2 separate regions of the Oncorhynchus mykiss genome follow, and region 2 is linked to region 1. The links are chromatin contacts, called in public Hi-C maps. All regions are on one chromosome and are shown on one strand. Each heading gives the region's core, a stretch centred on a gene start, on an enhancer-like site or on the middle of the called end of the contact. The rest is flanking DNA. Distances are from core to core; before and after follow the strand shown. Region 1 overlaps LOC110488910 (alpha-1,3-mannosyl-glycoprotein 4-beta-N-acetylglucosaminyltransferase B). Region 2 overlaps LOC110488910 (alpha-1,3-mannosyl-glycoprotein 4-beta-N-acetylglucosaminyltransferase B).

Evidence for each region. Hi-C and Micro-C count contacts between places; a contact is called where the count stands out from the background.
Region 2: a Hi-C map of liver shows a contact between it and region 1, with 5 times the contacts expected there. The contact joins two enhancer-like sites. A contact is called at or near these places in 3 of 3 Hi-C or Micro-C datasets (blood and liver).

Annotation. Positions count from the first base shown.
Region 1 is chr14:16,007,130-16,010,727 of USDA_OmykA_1.1, forward strand. All of the region lies in intron 1 of LOC110488910 (alpha-1,3-mannosyl-glycoprotein 4-beta-N-acetylglucosaminyltransferase B), which reads right to left. Among protein-coding and RNA genes, the nearest start is that of LOC110488911, 45 kb to the right of the region's middle. Within about 2 kb of position 1,917, at least 4 of the 11 cell types and tissues checked have an H3K27ac peak or open chromatin away from gene starts, as enhancers often do. A contact at or near this core is called in liver, where this site is marked.
Region 2 is chr14:16,043,089-16,046,488 of USDA_OmykA_1.1, forward strand. The region is part of intron 1 of LOC110488910 (alpha-1,3-mannosyl-glycoprotein 4-beta-N-acetylglucosaminyltransferase B); the gene reads right to left. Among protein-coding and RNA genes, the nearest start is that of LOC110488911, 9.1 kb to the right of the region's middle. Within about 2 kb of position 1,578, at least 1 of the 11 cell types and tissues checked has an H3K27ac peak or open chromatin away from gene starts, as enhancers often do. A contact at or near this core is called in liver, where this site is marked.

The DNA of each region.
Region 1 (3,598 bases), core at 667-3,166:
AGAATTAGCCTTTATTTAGCTTAGAAAGGCTTTATTTAGCTTAGAAAGGCTTTATTTAGCTTAGAAAGGCTTTATTTAGCTTAGAAAGCCTTTATTTTTACAGTCCGCTTCGATACAATCAATAAACGAACCACAAATTAGCGGTTCCAAATGTCAACTTACAGCACAACAGGAAATGCTCAAATATCACAGGTGCATTGTTTCCCGCCCAATCTGAGTCCATCGGAGTCAAACTAAATCCACTCGGAGTGATAAGCAGCGACTGCCTGGCAGCTCAAGACAAACTCCATCTTCCTCCAATGAGGACCCACCACTGGCTTCCTAAAGTGGTGTCTGTCATTCCCTCAAACTGTCAGCGCTCCTTAGGCCTGGCATCAACCAGACATAACGAATGGGTGAAAGTCTCCTCCTTATATTGTAGATAGAATATACAACTGAACATAAAGAAAAGCTATTTTCCCAAATTCAACAACTGTACCTTACCTGATCTTACCTCACTGTACACATTCAACAACTGTACCTTACCTGATCTTACCTCACTGTACACATTCAACAACTGTACCTTACCTGATCTTACCTTACTGTACACATTCAACAACTGTACCTTACCTGATCTTACCTTACTGTACACATTCAACAACTGTACCTTACCTGATCTTACCTTACTGTACACATTCAACAACTGTACCTTACCTGATCTTACCTTACTGTACACATTCAACAACTGTACCTTACCTGATCTTACCTTACTGTACACATTCAACAACTGTACCTTACCTGATCTTACCTTACTGTACACATTCAACAACTGTACCTTACCTGATCTTACCTTACTGTACACATTCAACAACTGTACCTTACCTGATCTTACCTTACTGTACACATTCCACAACTGTACCTTACCTGATCTTACCTTACTGTACACATTCAACAACTGTACCTTACCTGATCTTACCTTACTGTACACATTCAACAACTGTACCTTACCTGATCTTACCTTACTGTACACATTCCACAACTGTACCTTACCTGATCTTACCTTACTGTACAAATTCTTGAAGTTACCGACTCTAAAGGTCTTTGCATTTAGCTTCCTCTACCCATTCCATTAACCAAAATACTCCCATGACAGCTTAAGTGTATCATTTGCCCTTTTGAAAAATGGGTGTTTACGTGTACATCCCATTCATTAGCTTACTTTTGACCCCTCTCGTTTGTGATTAATAAACTCTTTCCATTGCTTTTCCCTAAGCAGTAAAGACTTGCTCATTACACCTTTCCCATTCCATAATTAGTCCACCATTTTGAATTTAATCTACAGGGAGCGGTAACGTAAACATACACAGTCTATAAGTGGTGCTAATCGACCAAAGAGGACGAGAGAGATGGAGGAAAATACATTAGGGAGGATGTCAAACTCAATTTCCCAGAATTCCCACAGGGAGCCACAGGGGCAGATGATTGGGCCTGGGCTTATAGGTCTACTTTCTGTTTACTGTTTGTTGTTTGTACTCTCCTCAGAGACAGAATAAACAAACCAAGCAGTGTGAATATAGTGTAAGACGAATGCATGCTCAGACAAACGCTAAAAAGGAAAATAGTTTTTATTTTCAAAAAGGTGAGTAAGCTAGATCTGCTTGTTTCGGGCAGTGTGTTGTCTTTGAAGAAATCCATCGCTGTGTTGTTTTGTATCAAAGGGGTTTGTTGATGTCTTAATTACGACTAATGTGTGTTTTCCTTTCTGACCCATTATGTTAAATGGAGCTTGAAAAGGCCTGACAAGGCAGTTTGTTCTGTTCTTTTTCACTTCCGGAGGTCAGAGAGTTTGTTGGGCATACCCTGGGACAGTACATTTAGTTGGGCTGCTGTGACACAGAGAAGGAAACTACACTTCCCTTTTGACGGGATGCCATTGTCATAAGCTCTCACTGCAGGGACTGACTGACAGACAGACAGCACCCGTTTTCACCAGCTAGAGCGTGCAAGGCTGTGGGCTGACCATGCGTGAAGGACCATACAGCTTCACACAAACGACTGTGACTGTGTGTGTGTGTGTGTGTGTGTGTGTGTGTGTGTCTGTGTGTGTGTGTGTGTGAGGCCGAAGTTTTATTTATACAACCTTGACAGACAGAGGGATCAGACAGGGAGGCTGGGAATTGATGTTGATGCAAGAAATCCGTATTCTCTATAGTGTGATGATTGTTTCTTGAATTGATGACGTGAGCTCTCTCCCTCTCTCTCCCTCTCCACTTAAACATAGTGTCAAGAGGGTGTGTGGACACACAGATAAGCACAATTAGGAGCACAGCCAACACTGCCGTAGTAGCAGCCAGCATCCCCCATTCATTATAAGGTTGATATTCAATCAAACTCTGGAACCACATTCCGGGGATATCATCATTGTTGCGCCAGAATAATGAACATTCAGATTCTTTCTCTCCGCCAAACAAAGGTTTAACAATATATGTAAAAAACACACACAACAACAAAAAACTTGTTTTGCATTGAGTATTCAGTCAGTCAACACCAGGGGGGCAGTCAAGCACAGTCCCAAGCCGTATTCTCTGTGTGACTGGATGGTGTAATACCTCCTACTGCTCTGCAGACCAAAGGACCAACCATTAACCAGGGCAACAACATTATAGGTCGATCCCAACCGTCTCTTAAGCCCTGTTTATGGCCCATAATCTCTTTATCTATGGTTGGAACCACAGATACTGACAGAGAGATGGGCAGAGAGAGAGAGAGAGAGAGAGAGAGAGAGAGAGAGAGAGAGAGAGAGAGAGAGCACCAGAGAGAGTGAGAGAGAGACAGACAGAGAGAGAGAGAGAGACAGAGAGAGAGAGAGAGAGGTGGGCAGAGAGAGAGAGAGAAAGAGAGATGGGCAGAGAGAGAGAGAGAGAGAGAGAGAGGGGCAGAGAGAGAGAGCCCATTAGCCACTCTTCTCCAGGAAAATCCCTTTGTCCTCCCCTTTGGCCCCCCCTTTGTCCCCCTCTCATCCCTCGTATTGGAAAAGCTAGCGAGTCATTTGCTCCCTGTTCCTGCCGCTTTCGGACCACTCTGGCAACAGATGTGTCTGTAACCCGCCGATTAAGAGCACAGTGCTGGTTGTGAGAGAGAGAAAAAAGAAGGTCAACATTGGGCAGGAAAAGATTTACGGGCTATTAGTATGGACTTACACACACACAAACTCAGCAGGGGAAAGGGCTCATAACAAAGTGGCAAAAACATGATGGGATAAACAACTGGGCCAATACCAGTAGCATAAGTACATCAATCCCCAGACCTCTAATGGTCAGTACGTCATAGAAACTGGGCCATTGAGCCACAAGACCTTTGACCCACATCAGGCACCCCTAACTGATGACTTCCTAATATGGATTCCATACAAGAAAACAACTGTGTCGTAGTTAAGATATAAAAACATAAATCAAACTATTTGGACATCTCGCTGCTCAGAACCCATATGGATTGTGATCCAATAACTCAGAACTGTTGTGTATCTCAATAAGCTACTGTATGTCTGTATGTTTGGTATGGGGAACCACAATCAACTGAGATAAGCAGTCCACCCAGTCTGGGTCACACCCTTCCCGGT
Region 2 (3,400 bases), core at 328-2,827, 36 kb after region 1:
CTATACCAGGCAGTGTCAGAGGAAGGCCCTAAAAATTGTCAAAGACTCCTGCCACCATAGTCATAGACTGTTGTCTCTGCTACTGCACAGCAAGCAGTACAGGAGTGCCAAGTCTAGGTCAAAAAAGCTTCTTAACACCTTCTACCCCCAAGCCATAAGACCGCCCACCCCCTCTTTTACGATGCTGCTACTCTCTGGTTACCATCAATGCATAGTCACTGTAACTCTACCTACATGTACAGATTACTTCAACTAACCTGTGCCCCTGCACATTGACTCTGTACCAGTACCCCCTGTATATAGCCTCGCTACTGTTATTTTACTGCTGCTCTCCAACTATGTTATTTTTAACCTATTTTTATTTTTTTACTTAACACTTATTTTTCTTAAAACTGCATTGTTGGTTAAGGGCTTGTAAGTAAGCATTCACTGTTCACATTCACCGGTTGTACTTGGCGCATGTGACAAATAACATTTGATTTAATTTAATTTGAATGAGTAGGTGTGTCCAAACTTTTGACTAGTACTGTATGTAAATTAATATTTTATTTTCAATAAATTAGCAAACATTTCTAAACACGTTTTCACTTTGTCATTATGGGGTATTGTGTGTAGAAGGGAGAGAAAAAATACATGATTTAATAAATGTTTTATTTAGACTTAACAAAAAAACGTGGAATACGTTAATGGACATGAATACTTTCTAAAGGCACTGTACTTTCCATTTACCCTGGTCGGAAATCTCCCCTTGATGCATGGCCGGAAATAAGACAGTTTAGTCTTATACACAAAGTAAACATAGATACAATTAATGCACAAAGGAAATGCTCAGTAGATGTAATCTTCAGATAAATACTCAGACAAAACATAAACCATTTCCTCTTACTTGGTTCCCCCCCTCTTACTCTGCACTGCGTGTAGTTTAAACCCACTCATAGGGCATGCTTTTATGGCTAGCCTCATGACAACGGCCCCCAGCGTCAGACTCTCTCTGTGTGTGTGTGTGTGTGTGTGTGTGTGTGTGTGTGTGTGTGTGTGTGTGTGTGTGTGTGTATATAGGGCCACCCACCCCCGCAAGGCGAGAGTTATTGTCAAGGTTACCACAGTCTGCATACAAGTCAGGGATTGGGGACATGGATGGCTGACACACACACACACACACACACACACACATGCCTTTGGGCTGTTTGACAGGGGAAGAGCAACTGTGAGTGTGGCAGTGTGTGGCAAAACCAAAACCTGGACAACCTACCAAAGAGTAGAATTCACTCTAACCTGCTTCTAAGTCAAAACAGTAAGATCTACAACACATGGGACAGCATTCTACTTCCAAGTCAATACAGTAAGATATACAACTCTTGGGACAGCAATATTCACAGTCAAGCTGCCTAGTGTGAATTTTAGCACGCTCACTAGAGGTAGTGGAACTAAATGAGGCATGGACTGACATGAGGGTGATACTAGCCATTCAGTACACACACACATACATTTTGTATACAGTTCCCTCCCCCCCTTGTCTGGCTCTCTGTGCCCTGCTGTGGGCAGGCTGTGGATTAGGGGCAGGGCAGAGGGCATGCTGGTTGTGCCAGCTGCTGCCAACTACATCCTTGCCAGCGTTGTCAGTAAATAATGGCACTTATGTGTGGTAAGCCAAACACAGACAAAGTGTAAGACGTGTTTGTGATTGAGTGTGTAAGATCATTGCAGGTCGTTATGAAGGAGATAGAAAGTTGTACATTTACACCGTATGCTAGAACCCACAAGATCAACCTTCACGTGACACCTAGACTAGAGAACACAAAGCCTACCTCACCAGTATCTGTTCTCTCACCAAACATGCAACAGAAAATGCAGTTCTACCCCTTATTGTAAAGACCTGTGGTTGGTCTCCTTGGAGACCAGGTGGGAAGAGAACAGACCATGTCATTAGTCATGTTTGGCAATAGTCATCCTCTCACCTTTGCATTATATTTAACCATTTACAACTGCTTCCCGACACGCATTTATTGAAACATTTAACCTGATCCACCATCCACTGATTTGCGTGTTCACCTTAACATCCCACACAAAAGAACAGTCTAGTTCTCCTCCACAACAGGTGTTTTTTTCCTCTCTTTTCATTCAATCATTATTTTTCTTCAAAGAACTTCTAACAAAAGAAACCACACTGAATACTTGAAAGATAGGATGCTGTATCAAAGGCATGTGAATGTTAATGATAAAGTATTTTTATTTGGAAGCTCGCTAACACACACACACACACACACACACAGCTCTTTAGCAAGCCGTTGTCCCAGTATTGATGAAACTGACCGACATCCTTGGGTTACCCAGTTTCCCAAAAGAAGACCCCGGTCTCTCCCTGCTGGTGGTGTTTGTGTCCACACACACAGGCTCATGTTTCCCCTCATATCTAGCCATGGTCTCGGTGTGGGACTTCTGAACGCAGTGGAGGACTATCAATGTTTCCTCAGACGTACAGAGCAACATGATACCTGCCCCTACGCATCCCACTGGAACGAGGGAGAGAAAGAGTAGAGGACAAAAGAACAAAGGATCAATCCAAAGTTCCAATGCTCTCAGAATCACCACTCTTCTTTGTGTACTGAAGCGTGGACAAAGACAAGTATGAATATCCACAGAGCACACATTATGGGTGTACTACAGCTTGGAAAACGACACTGACTAGTGAGCTACCTGATAAGACCAGTCTCTGTTTTCTACAACATTCTGTTTGGAGACCACATTAGAATAGCCTATACAAAACCACAACAAAAGCTCAATCAAAAGTGAAACAGAGCATGAGAGAGCAAAAAAAAAGGTCTAGCAGGCAGCGAGCATTTGTCCCTACACACCACACCACAATTAAGGTTAGAATTAGTGTTAGGATTAGAATTAAGTTAAGGGTTAGGAGCTAGGGTTGGTTTTAGGGTTAAGGTATGGGTTAGGGAAAATAGGATTTTGAATGGGACTGAATTGTGTGTCCCCACAAGGTTAGTTGTACAAGACTGTGTGTTTGTGTGTGTGTGGTGGCCTATCAGTGACAAACCAACTTTCACATCTCCCAAGAGTCATCGTGCTCCAGGGAATTCCATAGGCCAAGTCGCATCAGAGAGAAAGTCACTTTGAGGAACTAAACAGAGAATTAGTGTTTCAAAAAGAAAAAGCTTAAGATAAAGGTCTGTTCATGAGAATTCAGATGTAGTGAATTAGTTTAGGGTTGTATATAGAGAAACCTGTGGCTTCATGTTCAGTCATTCTTCCACCCATTACATACGTTGTTCACTTACTCACTGACCTGCATTTGTGTATCAATAATTGTAATCAATAATAATTTCTTATTCAATCCAGTCATTCATTCCTGGGAAACATTGACTTATCTGACACTGTTGATATTAAA